Linked DNA regions of Sus scrofa: region 2 is linked to region 1. The links are chromatin contacts, called in public HiChIP or PLAC-seq maps. All regions are on one chromosome and are shown on one strand. The core of a region is the stretch at or near the end of the contact, and the rest is flanking DNA. Distances in the headings are between cores, read along the strand shown. Region 1 overlaps LOC102163285 (a long non-coding RNA gene). Region 2 overlaps PRKAR2B (cAMP-dependent protein kinase type II-beta regulatory subunit).

The links. HiChIP or PLAC-seq counts read pairs in DNA pulled down with a chosen protein or histone mark.
Region 2: an H3K27ac HiChIP or PLAC-seq map of alveolar macrophages shows a contact between it and region 1. The contact joins two enhancer-like sites. A contact is called at or near these places in 1 of 47 Hi-C or Micro-C datasets (embryonic fibroblasts) and 1 of 2 datasets of contacts at active chromatin or transcription factors (alveolar macrophages).

Annotation. Positions count from the first base shown.
Region 1 is chr9:106,567,492-106,574,536 of Sscrofa11.1, forward strand. The region is part of intron 2 of LOC102163285 (a long non-coding RNA gene); the gene reads right to left. Among named protein-coding and RNA genes, the nearest start is that of CCDC71L, 26 kb to the left of the region's middle. Within about 2 kb of position 4,945, at least 13 of the 83 cell types and tissues checked have an H3K27ac peak or open chromatin away from gene starts, as enhancers often do. A contact at or near this core is called in alveolar macrophages, where this site is marked.
Region 2 is chr9:106,943,530-106,950,354 of Sscrofa11.1, forward strand. It overlaps PRKAR2B (cAMP-dependent protein kinase type II-beta regulatory subunit), which reads left to right. Exons shown (of 11, transcript XM_021102599.1): 7 at 4,281-4,382; 8 at 5,891-5,965. Among named protein-coding and RNA genes, the nearest start is that of HBP1, 19 kb to the right of the region's middle. Within about 2 kb of position 4,027, at least 12 of the 83 cell types and tissues checked have an H3K27ac peak or open chromatin away from gene starts, as enhancers often do. A contact at or near this core is called in alveolar macrophages, where this site is marked.

The DNA.
Region 1 (7,045 bases), core at 3,695-6,194:
CCAAAATCACAACTAACTGATGAACAAACATTGACAAAAAAGACTGGAACCTACCAAACAAGATAGTCTACATCCAAAGGCAAAAAAGGAGCCACAATGAGATGGTAGGAGGGGCACTTTCATGATATAATCAAAGCCCATGCCTGCTAGGTGGGTGACCCACAAACTGGAAAATAATTATAATGCAGAGCTTCTCCCACAGCAGAGTTTTAAGCCCCAAGCCAGGCTCCCCAGCCTGGGGATCTAGAATCAGGGGAAGGAGCTCCCAGAGCATTTGGCTTTGAAGGCCAGTGGGGCTTGAGTGCAGGAGCTCCACAGGACTGGAGGAAATAGAGACTCTACTCTTAGAGGGTGCACACAAGGTTTCACATGCACTTGAACTCAGGGCAAAGCAAGGACTCCACAGGCACCTGGGCTAGACCTACCTGTGGGTCTTGGAGGGTCTTCTGAGGAGGTAAGAGTCAGCTATGGCTCACAGTGGGGGCAAGGACACTGATGGCAGAGGCCCTGGGGAATAATCATCTGGATACGCTCTCCCAGAGGTCCCCCTTTTGGCACAGAGACATTGTCCCACCTAACAGCAGAGAGATATGTTCCAGATGAAGGGACAAGATAAACCCCAGAAAAACAACTAAGTAAAGCAGAGATAATCTATCTTAAAAAGAATTGAGAGTAATGATAGTAAGGATGATCCAAGATCTTGGAAAAAGAATGGAGGCACAGCCAAGAAGATACAAGAAATGGAATGAAAAATACACTAGCAGAAAAATTCAATAGCAGAATAAATGAAATAGAAGAACAAATAAGTGAGCTAGAAGATAGACTGGTGGAATTCACTGCTGCAGAACAAAAGAATGTTCTCCTACCCAGATCTTTCATTCACTCTTAGAAACATCACAGAGCACCAAGGGATTACAAATTTTATGATTCCACTTTTTTTTTTTTTTTTTGGCCATTTCTTAGGCTGCTGCCACGGCAGATGGAGTTTCCCAGGCTAGGGGTCTAATCAGAGCTGTAGCTGCCAGCTTACGACAGAGCCACAGCAACAAGGGATCCAAGCCGTGTCTGTGACCTACACCACAGCTCACAGCAACACCGGATCGTTAACCCACTGAGCAAGGGCAGGACCGAACCCGAAACCTCATGGTTCCTAGTCGGATTCATTAACCACTGCGCCAGGACGGGAACTCCCCTGTGATTCCACATTTTTATCAAAAGTAATAGAGGTAGTTTAAATAAACTTGATATACTTCGTTCTACATTTGTGAGAATCCTCAAGGTTTTCATCATACACTCCTTGTTGCTAACAACATCTAAGATTTACATAACCATCCTTGCTATTCTGGGAGGCAGCCTTTATCCCCAGATTAGATGCCCTGTGACCAGTATAGACACATCCACCACTGTTGGAGGAGGAGGCAGCCTAGAGGTCTGGAAGGAACACCAGCTCTGGGAGCAGATAAGTTCAAACTCCAGCTCTGTCACTTATGAGCGGGATGATTCTCCTTGAATGGGAATTTATATGTCCTCTCAACAGAAACCGAACACTATGTAACTTAATTGCTTCCTTTCTTCACCTTAATTTCCAGAAAAATTGGAGCTAAATCCATCACTCTCTTATACCAGATGACTCATTTCAGGGAGCTTGTAGAGTTTTTTCTCTTTATTTCCTCAAGTGATCTTTATTGCATTTGATTGCAGTGTCTCATTTTACATTTCAGTCTATTTTAAACTAGATAAAGTCATCAGATATGAATCTAAAATACTTTTTATGCCATTGATGCTTCTACTGGTGTCACTAATCTATGCTGACCTTTCTCTTCACAGCTCTTGATGCCACTTTACTCTTCCTCTGACAATTTTTGCTAGGTGAGTGGTGTGACATGTTAAGTTCATTTCATTTTATTTGTTCCTTTTACGAGTGGTGTGATATTTTAAAAATCTGATTCTTAAAATTGTAGAGTTTTCTGAAAAGGGGGGGGCATTGGAGCTACAGTTTTCACTTCCTCTCGGAAGAAGTCATACAAGTTCATAAACTAAGGAATTACATTTAGAACTGCCATCAAGCATTAACATCTTTTTTTTTTTTTTTAAGTATACATACACTCTCTTCAGCAAGCATTTATTGAGTATCCATGATGTGCCAGACTTAAAACAGTCTCTCAGAAGACAGACATGAAAAGACAGGTCTTGTTCTTAAAATATGTGGCAGTCTAGCAGGAAAAATGAATTTAAAAAAATAAACAAGTATAGTAAATTGTGATAAATGCCATCGTAAAATGTTATGGGAACATGAGTTTGAAACTCTTTCTAACAGGAAGTGACCCTTGAATGCTTTTGAATATGTTTCGATTTCATAAATATTAGTTTCCCAAAGTGATTGAGCGAGCTTATTTTCTTACCAGCCATGTATTTCTGTTTCAGCGATTCCATATCCCCAGCAACACTCGCTATTATAAGTGCTCTTCATTTAGCCATTCTGGTAGATAAGTTGTGGTAAATCATCCCAGTTTTAATTTGCATTTTCCTGATGAGTAGACATGAGTGGAGGCAACAGGTGGGGAAGAGTGGAGGGAGGAAGATGGGTTACAGACAGGGAAAACAACATAAAGAAGGCGGCTCAGAGGCTAAGGATAATGATGTATATGGTCGGTGCAGAGGATGGCAAGAGACCAGAGAGAAGACAAGGAGGAGTATGAAAGGCTTTGCACAGCACAGTAAGACGGCTGAACTTCCCATAAAATCACTAGAAAGCTAACCATCAAAAGATTTGTAAGCAGGAGATAAATATAATACTAGGTCAGTAGTTACATGAGCCCTTTGACAACAGTGTGGAAGACAGATTGTAGGCAGCACTACTTGAGGAAACAGCTGGAGACAGTGACAAATAGAGCCTGGATAGAGGCACTGACACCAAGGACCATGCAAAGCTGGTTTTAAAAGACAATTAGACAACAGAATTAGCAGGATTAGATGGACAAGGGAGGTCAGGAGGAGTGAGGGGCCTGAGATGGCACAGAGGATTCTGGCCTGGGTAACTAAGGGGATGGTAATAATATTTACCAGCTTGGGAAATAAAAGGAAAAGAAGCAGATAAAGTGTCATATGTGATGGGAGAGGATGGCAAAGTTTGTTTGGGCTGTATTTGAAGTGATGGTAGAACATGCAATGAGATAGATATTTTTCCTCCCCAGCCTCAAATACCTAGTCAGATACCAAGCAGTTATCCTGAGGTCTGATATTTCTTGCCTGAGAGATGAGCTAAGAAGATTTTGTTTTCAAACTTTATTTCAGAGGAGTAACCGAGCAACATTTCCCAAGGACCAAAGGGGCCCTGTGAATTGAGAGGAAATAAACAAAAAGTGTCATGGCCTTTGAGAATAGGAATAGGGCCCTGGAGAAAAAAAATCTACAAAACAAAGGGGGATGCTGTGAAGGACATCAGCTATGTCTCTCAGAGTGGCTGGGCCCATAGTCCAAAGCAAGATGGCACAGCAGAAAACAAAAGCATAAGATGCTGGACCCTGTATATTACACACTGGTCATCAGCATCCATAGGGCCATTAAAGCCAGGGGAAAGGGTAGACTTCCTCTAGGGTTTCTTATAAGGTAAGAGGATGAAAGGGCCAAATGATGGGAAATATCAGTGTTTAGGGGTTGACAATGGGACGGAAGGAGTTTGAAAAATAAATAAATAAAATGTCCAGAGAGGCAAGAAGACCACCAGAAAAGACCAATGTCCTGGAAGCCAAGGAAGAGAGAGCTTCTGGAAGGAAGTGAGCAACAAGGTCAAGTGCTGGAAAGACAAGTTTAATAAGGGGAGGATTTTAAAGAGTTAGAAAGTCATTCATGACTCTGTCAGAGCCATTTTACCAGATTGATGAGTTATAAGCCTGATTATGGAGAACTTTAAAGTACATGGACCATGAAGAAATGTAGGAAATGTTTTATATTCTCTTGTGGGGTTAAATAATGAAATGGGTAAAATATAGCATGATCTCTAAGGGGATAGCAAGTTCAGAGGAGAAATTTTCCTTTAATATGGCAGAAACTTTAACATAGTAAAAGACTGTGGAGAAAAAAAAAAAGAAATGATAGAGAAATTGAGAAAAATGGGAAAGAAAAGGGGTTAAAAAGGATCAGAAAGAAAACCAACAGCGAGGTCTAAGGGAAGGTTGTCAGCTATACCGATTGCTTTTTAAAACACAAAAAAAACATAAAAGCAAAAAAATAGCCTGCTGTATTTGTCAACTAGGACATCAAAAATGGCCTTTTTGAGCGAGGTTCAACTGAGTGTTGAAGGCAGAGGCAAGGAGCTGAGACCCGAAGGGAATGGGGGAACTGAGAACAGAAAGTTTTAAGATCATGTGGTCAAGACACTTGCCTGTGGTGAAAGAAAACAGGTCAATTCGCTAAACCCATTATTTCCACCAGGCCCAGGGTCTCCATGAGTGGCCAGTGTACCAGTGACACTGCCTGCTTATTGGACTAGGGTGGGCACTAAAAAAGGGAAGTGAACTTTATAGCATGGATGTCAATCAAGGTGGGGCGCTTAAAGCAATACATACTTTACATGTCATGTATACATGACGTTCCGTTGGTGGAACCTCTTCTTGAGGAAATTAAAAGTTTGCTCATGCAATATTCTGTGATAATCGATATGGGGAAAAGAATCGGAAAAAGAATAGATGTTTATATATGTATAACTGAATTACTTTGTTGTGTAACAGAAATTAAGACAAATATTGTGTATCAACTATACTTCACTAAAATTTAAAAAAAAAGAAAAAAGAAAGTCTGCTCATGGTTCAATGACAGATGCACAGTGACACTATTGGAAGAGAATCGTAAATTTTTGGATTGAGGAAATACGCCCCTTTTTCTTGGAGATTAATTGATCTCCATTATAATTAGCTGTTGAAATAATGTCCAGAAACATACTCTCTGTTAGATTTCCTTTCAGAAATCACATTTCCCCTTTTCTATATTCCTCATTATTTTGAGCCAAGTATAGGAAAGCAAAGGGTCATTAAGAAGCCTATAAACCAAACACTTTTGTTTACACCTTCATGATCTCAGAATAGCTAAATAATAGTCGATACCAAAAAATAAAGCTAAATAAGTCACCAATTATTGATGAGGTCTGACTTGTTTTTGAAACAGCTCACTCATCCAGTAAGTATGGGCCCTTGTAATTACGTCCTTAAAGCTAACCAGGGTTTTCAAAAGTCAAGTGTAACCATGGGCTGTGGCTTTTATTAGTCACAGCCTCCAGGAGTGTTGATTCAGCTGAGCAGGAAGCGACAGGAGGATTCACTCTGACTTGTTAAGAGTCATGCATGGGGGAGGGTCTGGGACTGTGTAGAAGATGAACAAAAATAAGCAAGTAATTTAAAAAAAATTTTTTTTACTATGATTAAGAAAGGAGCATTTTTTTTTTACTATGATTAAGAAAGGAGCATTTATTTTTCTTCTGCTGTAACTGTTCAGTTTCATAATGGGTTATGAACTTGGTTACATTCTTTTAATGATATTTGAGCAGAGCAAGAGCAGGGAGGAAATTACCAAGCATGACTGCAGGCAATTGCTGACAAATACATTTGCATCATTTAAAAATATTTAACGCCCTCTGCCTTTGTTGTGCAAGAGTATACTACCAGTTCATTATGATTTTTAATTGGTACAACTCAAGTTGCTGAGTGCCACGTCTTGTCTATTGGAGGCGAAAAAAACAAAACCATCATTAATGAAAAATCTCAAACAAGGTTATGTTCGTCAGTGCGGAGATGGGCTGCCTTTCTAAATATTTGAGAACAGTCTAAAAACTTTAAGGGTGTAAAATTTAAATTAATTTAGGAATTAATTGAAAGAAAAAATTAAGAACTTTAATTGTAAAAATACACGCAGAAGCCAAAGTTAACTTGAGATAAAAATTTTTAGCCTTAAAAATCTTTTGGGCATGGATAGACAATCTGAGAGAAAAAAGTTTTTTAAATCCCACTTCCACTGCATCTCATCCACTCCACAACCTAATAGAGTGCCTGAGAAACATTTATTGAGGACAAATGTGAGTCAGTTATTTGCTAGGGGATGGGGACACAGGGATGAGTAAGGTACCTACTTTCTTTTTTTCTTGGCTTTTTAGGACATCACCTGCAGCACGTGGAAATTCCCAGGCTAGGGGTTGAATCAGAGCTGCGGCTGCCAGCCTATGCCACAGCCACAGCCACACAGGGTCTGAGCCACATCAGCACCCTACACCACAGCTCACAGCAATACCAGATACTTCACCCACTGAGCAAGGCCAGGGATCGAGTTCACATCCTCGTGGATACTAGTCAGGTTCATTACTTCTGAGCCACAATAGGAACTCCCTGAAATTTTTTTCAATGTGCTTTTTTTAAATTATCTTTTTACATTCTTTTCCTTTATTTATGGTTTACCACAGGATAGTGAATATAGTTCCCTGTGCTATACAGTAGGACCTTGTTCAACCATCCTACATATAACAGTTTACATCTGCTAACTGTAAATTCCCAGTGCTCCCCTCCCCCACTCCACCCCCTTGGCAACCACAAGTCTGTTGTCTATGTCTGTGAGTCTGTTTCTGTTTCATAGCTAAGTTCATTTGTGTCATATTTTAGATTCCACATATAAGTGATCTCATATGGTATTTGTCTTTCTCTGTCTGACTTCCCTTAGTATGATAATCTCTAGGTCCATCCATTGCTACAAATGGCATTATTTCATTCTTTTTCACGGTTGAGTAGTATCCCATTGTATCGCTGTATCCTATCTTCTTCATCCATTCATCTGCTGATGGACATTTAGGTTGTTTATATTGATAGATCCACTCTTATAATGATTGGTATATAAGCTGTTTAACCTTTTTATTTTTATGGCTGAGTAGTATTCCATTCTATATACGAGAAGGTACCTACCTTCTATTAGAAAGTATGAAGACTAATACCAAAAAATCTGTAAGTAAATAGTTTGATAGATGTTTCATCAGAAATTGGTAAAAGATACAGAGAGCCACCTGTGT
Region 2 (6,825 bases), core at 2,777-5,276, 380 kb after region 1:
CCAGATTTAAACAGCCCTGATTAAGGGAAGGTTGACAATATTTGTATTCTCTTTTAACATTGTGAGAAACATCACACACTATATATGTACACTTTTGTCTTTTGCTTTTTAGGGTTGTACCTGTGGCCTGTGGAAGTTCCCAGGCCAATGGTCAAATCAGAGCTGCAGCCCCCAGTCTGCAACACAGCCACAGCCACAACAACGCGGGATCCGAGCTGCGTCTGAGACTTAGACCACCGATCACGCCAATGCCCGATCCACGGAGCGGGGGCAGGGTTCGAACCTGTATCCTCATGGACACTAGTTGGGTCTGGTACCACTGAGCCACAACAGGAACTTCCCACCCTATAGTTTTGACATGCATCTACTCAGTTATTTCTGACAAGTCCTTTTAAGGAGGCGAGGTGAGGTAACAAGAAGTACAGGACTGCAGCTTCACAGGAGTTACGCATTATCAGTCACCACACAGTGTTGGACTCTGAAGTGGATTCAGCTGATAGAAATCTCTTGATTGGAAAAATGAGATATATTGTGCACTTCTTTTTTTTTTTTTCTGTCTTTTTGCCATTTCTTGGGCCGCTCCCGTGGCATTTGGAGGTTCCTAGGCTAGGGGTTGAATCAGAGCTGCAGCTGCCAGCCTGCGCCAGAGCCACAGCAACTCTGAGCCTCCTCTGCAACCTACACCACAGCTCACGGCAACGCCGGATCCTTAACCCACTGAGCAAGGCCAGGAATCGAACCCGCAACCTCATGGTTCCTAGTTGGATTCGTTAACCACTGAGCCATGATGGGAGCTCCCCCTCTTTTGTTTTTTTGTCTCATTTCTTCTTATTAAAACCAGGCAGTTACTTGTTTACTTATTAAAAATGTGATGAGTCACTTTTTAAGTGCTGGAAGAAGAATTGGAATTGTTTCCAGTTGGAATTGGAATTGTTTCAGGCTCATCATCTGAAGTGTTTTAAGGAGGATGAAAGATCTCAGTACCCAAAGCCAGCAAAGTTAAAAACTCAAACCTGAGTGAACTTGGCCCCTAGGAAGTGCTTACCTGCCCTGTCTTGAGTTTCCTTAAGGAAGGTATCACTGAAAATTTAATCATCCTGATGGGGTTGCTATCCAGAATCAGATTGTCACACGGAAGCCTCCTCTCTGCAGTTCCTCTGAACAAGGTCACATATTTAGCTGGTTGGCCTTTTGATTCCTGATAGTTTTCAGCCCTGGCGGGAACCCTAAACTACTGACAAAGGCCCAGCATTTCCCAGGGTGCATGATACTTAGGTCATTTTCAGAGATTTTTACTAATCTGTACATATTTTAAACTTTACAAACAGTGGCACAGTGAGTTAAGAATTCAACTGCAGCAGCTCGGGTCACTGTGGAGGTGCAAGTTCAATCCCCAGCCCCAGTACAGTGGCGTAAAGGATCTGACATTACTACAACTGTGGCATAGGTTGCAGATGTGGTTTGGAGTCAGTCCCTGGCCTGAGAACTTCATATGCCATAGGTGCAGCCGTTAAAAAAAGAAAGTGGACAGTTTGTGATGATCACCTTGGGGTGTGTGCATAAGTGCAATAGCTGCTTTTAAAAATCATAATAATTAACATAATCAGTTAATACTTCAAACCTGCTTTCTTAGCAATTCACCTAACCAGCCCCCTTCCGGAGAAAGTTTTAAGACCAACAGATTGGAGCTCTGCCGCATCAGTGCAGGTATAAAGATAAGCAAATCTCAAGAGAAAAGTCCTTTGTAGAAGAGTCCAGCTTTGTAAATAAGACGAGGTCACTGTTAGCCCTGGGGAATTAACTGATCTGCAGGACTGTGCTGGTGATTCAGAGAGGTGAGGACTGAAATGACTATAGGATGAAAATCTTTGAAATGGGACTTTCTGGATTTTATTTTTATGTCACAGTGGGTGTGAAGAGGTGAGCCACTAATAGAAATTTTTTTCTGACACACATTGCTCATTATGATTAATTTCTAAATTGCTAACCTCTTTCTAGGCTTCTCTGTTTTGCTGTAAACTCTTCTTCATAAAGTGGTGTGCAGCCAGTCCCCAGAACAGATTACATAGCAGAGTCACTTGGAGAGTTTTTACAGAATACAGATTATTATATATAGAGTCCTGTGTGCCAAGATTTTGAGTCATTAAAGTGTGGGATCTTAGGAGTTTCCGTTGTGGCTCTGTGTCTTAAGAACCTTACTGGGATCCATGAGGATTCAGGTTCGATCCCTGGCCTCACTCACTGGGTTAAGGATCTGGTGTTGCCATGAGCTGCAAAGTAGGTTGCAAACACCGATCCCTCGTTGCTGTGGCTGTGGTGTAGGCTTGGCAGCTGTGGCTCCAATTCAACCCCTAGCTTGGGAACTTCCATATGCCCTGGGTATGGTCCTAAAAAAAGTAAATAAATAAAAATAAAGTATGGGATCTTAGAAACTTTTTTTTTTAAAACACCACTGCTGATTCTGATGCAGAGCTAGACTTGGAAATTATTTCAATATTTTACAATTATCTTAAATTTTTTTCTCTTTTTAAAAAATGACTAAGTCTAAACTATAACCCTTATAAAATTATAATAAACGAAATCGGAGAACAAGATGTTTAGTTTCCTAGAGACTTAATCCACACTTGCATTTTTCCCCCATCCTATCAGTTCATTTAAATTCAGCCTTAATATGTTGGCACAGTAATTTATTAAAGAACATATTCCAATTAATTTTACTTTATATTAAACGGTATTGTTGTTTATCAGTTTATGCCAAACTAACGTAATTCTGAGCACTCTGAGAACTAAATGTTTGGTAGGAATTTTTGTAATATAAAATTTGTAGTAAAACCATTTTTAGAGCCATTAGCTTTAAAGTTTTCCCTGGTTCCTTATTTCACTTCTGTATCCTTGAGGTTAAGTAGTATAAACATAGGAACATTTTAGAATGATGAGCATGATAAACACTGTCATCAAACTCTCCTCAAAGAAGTCGTAGTTTCTCTGTATATTTTAAAAAAGAAACTCTGGTATATGGATGTGATAAAAAGCCTAGTCAATAATTTTTCTATATCTCTTTACATTGTAAGTGCATGATTAAAAATTTTTCCTAATACTGTTTTCCATCGTTTTTTTTTTTACTGCAGTCCACAAGAAACACATTAGGAAATGTCACACCAGTGTATATGTTTGTGTGCCTTTGTGTATAATGGAAATAAATATATAACTCAACACTTGACTAAAAAGGATGCCCACAGATTTTCTCTTTTGTTTTTTCTTTTTTAAAGATGAAAATGCCGGTCATGGGTCAAGGGGGTCAAAAGGTACAAATTTCTAGATACAAATGCATGCTGAGGACAGAGTATACACCACGGTAACCAGTTAATAGTAACAGTGTTGTACATTTGAAATTTCTCATCACAAGAAAAAAAATGTGGTAGCTATATGTATGGTGATGGATGTTAATTAGAGTTAATATGATCATTTCACGATATATACAGATACTGAATCATTATGTTGTACATTTGAAACTAATAAAATGTTGTGTGCCAGTTACACCTAAAAAAAATGCCAGTCATGTCCCACCGAATTGATTTCATAACACTCTAAGGCTGTTATCTGTAGCGAAAGAACTCACTTGCTGGTTTCAATTCTCAGAAACTAAGTAGGATGATGGGGTTGCCAGGGGCTGAGGGTGGTGGGGAAGAGGTAGGTTAAAGAGAAAAAACTTGCAGTTATGAGTAAGTTTTGAGGATCCGGTGTAAAACGTGATGATTATAGTTAACAACAGTATATACTTGAAAGCTGCAAAGAATAAATCTTTAATGTTCTTACCACAGAAAAGAAATGGTAATTATGTGAGGTGATAGCGGTATTAACCATCTGTGGTGGTAATCATTTCACAGTATATAGGTATGTCATATCAACGTATTGTTTATACCTTTAATGCATACGTCATAAATCACTTTTCTCTCAAAAGGGGAGGGGGTGGGGCAGGAAAGAACGGGGAGCGTATTAAGTGGTGCGACAGCGCCACCTTGTGGTGTAGCCCGCCGGTTACACGTTGGTGCTTTCTTTAAAAAACCTGAAAGTCACGTTTTATATGGTTCTACATGTATGCTTAAAGAAGTAATCTGAAATGAGTTACGTTAGAAGTATAATGATGTTCATCTTTTATTTCAAAATCTTCAATTATTGTTTGTTCTTTGTAGGGAATAAATTCAAACTGTCTCTTCAAACCTTCTTTCCCCATAAAGTCTACCTTTTAACTGTCTTCGTATTTGACATTCTGCCTTTAGGACAGGGTAACCTTCAGGAGAATAATTGTAAAAAATAATGCCAAAAAGAGGAAAATGTATGAAAGCTTTATTGAGTCACTGCCATTCCTTAAATCTTTGGAAGTAAGTATATGTTTGTGCTTTTATTTTGCTTTAAAAGCTTTTGTTTTGTTGGGAATGCTTAGTTCTATTGGAAGTTTCTTTGAATAATAATTTATCCATATTTTCATTTGAGAAGATTATATAGCGTTTGTACAGCTCAGCCTTTCTTTTCCTGCCTATAGCTGCATTTGTTTTGTCGTATGTAAGCAATAGACTCCTAGGAGCATCCTTGGCAGATCTGTATTTGGTCTTTATCTGAACGCAGACTTAAAAGAACCCCACAAATGTAGGCAGTGGCCGCTTAGTTATGCCTTTATAGGATCAGATTATCCAAATACAGCACATCCTCACTGGCCTCTCCTCCTTTATTCCTCTTCTCCTTTCTCCTAAAATTGGCATTCTAGGGTCTCTTTTTCTTTTGGCAGGCTCACCCTAACCCTCTTCACATGGTGAACTTGTCAAATCCCCTGGCTTATAAGTCTATTATGTTGATGCCTCTTAGAATTGTTGTTACTGGGCAAGGCCCAGCCCTTGAACGCCAGGCTCATTTATCTAACTGCATATTTAACATTTTCTCTGGGGTGTCTGATAGAAAGCTCACACCTAATCCGGCCCAAACCTCCTCCCACCCCACTTCCCATCTTAGAGACAGCACTGCCATCCTTCCAGCATCTAAGCCACAGTCCTTCGGACTGACGAACTCATGGGCGGATGTGACTCTCTGTTGGCTTAAAGTAGTAGAAATTCAGGCCACATTTCAGAATGCATTTTGGGCAGCTGATCTTTTCCAGCAACAGTTCTCTCTAAATAAAAATAGCTCAGGGGTTGGAAATGCACATGCCTTAGAGTTAACATATTGAAGAAAACCAAGCCAGGATGGGACTTTGGTAAACTGGAAAACATGTGCTCCATCTAAAGAAACAGCTGCTAGTTAACAGAGTTTATTTTTGCAATTTGGAGATATGGGCTGACTGTTGCTGAGTGTCCCGATTTTTCAAGAGAAGCTGGAAATTCAAGTTTTTATTGAAAATTTATTTTAAAATGTGGGCAGTTAATACAGCAAACACACACACACAGACCCACACATTGCTCAGTTTATTTGGCCTATAGGCTACCATTTTTAAACCTTGAAACAGTTAAGGAAGATCTGTGGGCAGTGGATTGAGGATCCATCAGTGTCACAGCGGTGGCTTGGGTCTCTGCTGTGGTGTGGGTTCCATCCCTGGTGTGTGGGAACTAACATGCTATGGGTGTGGCCAGAAAGGAACGAAAAAACCTGAAATAGTTAAGATTACCCGATCAGGCTGTTTCATATAGTCTTGTCCCTCAGTATCTGCAGGACTGTTTCCAGGACCTTGGTGGATGCTCAGTCCCTTACAGTTGGCTGTCCCTATCTCTGGTTCTGCACCCATGGATGGGAGTGGGGGTGGGGTGACTGTTTATTGAAAAAATCTGCATGTAAGTGGATATGCACAGTTTAACCCCATGTTGTTCAGGGGTCAGCTGTATAATCTTCTTTTCCTTTGTAGGTTTCTGAACGCCTGAAAGTGGTGGATGTAATAGGCACCAAAGTGTACAACGATGGAGAACAAATCATTGCTCAGGTATAATACTGTTTATGGAATTCAGTTGAGAGTTATTTTCCGAAAGGCTCTTAGACATTTTAAGGCTTGCTAAATGCTTCGTGTGTGTGTGTATAATTAGTATGTAGTGATTGATTAAATGAATATTACTTCTACCAAATGATTTGTTAAAAAATGGTTTAATTTACAGCCATTAAGCTATTTGAATATTTGTATTTTTGTAATTAACTCTTAATGAATATGTATTAAATCATCAAATGGATTTCTGCATCATTTTATATTTGTACCTGACATGAAAGCCACGTGTATATAAAGAATAAAAAGTCATTTATAAGAGGAAGAAAATGGTAATCGTTCCATGAGTTTTATTAATAAGGACTCAGAGGGTGCACTGGAAGATAGAGAGTTTTTGCACCATCCGTTCAGTCTCCTGGGGCTGCTCCCTGATAAAATTAACCAGGAAGGGAACTCGCTGCACCATATTTTGTACCGACTTCCAGGCACTAAATGGGACCAGCATCCTGTCCAACCCCTAATGCTTTTCTAAGATCCCAGTTGGAACCAGCAGCCATACATATGTACCTTGGTTAGAATAGAGCTGCCAAGAAACAGGATTTATGAGGACAGTTGAAGTTCACAGATAAAGCATACCAGTGGTAATACTTTTTGTAGTTACATTTTTGAAGCATTGAGGGAATGATTTAAACAGATTTTTAACCAGTTGTGTGATTTTTATATTGTGATATTATACTGGATTATAATCTTTATTTAAAATACTGTCTCTTGATGTATGTGAAACAAGACATAAGGTCTGTGAGGCTAAGAAAAGAATAATTACTGTAGAAGGCAGATAAGCCAGTAACTGAATGAGTGCCCCCTGC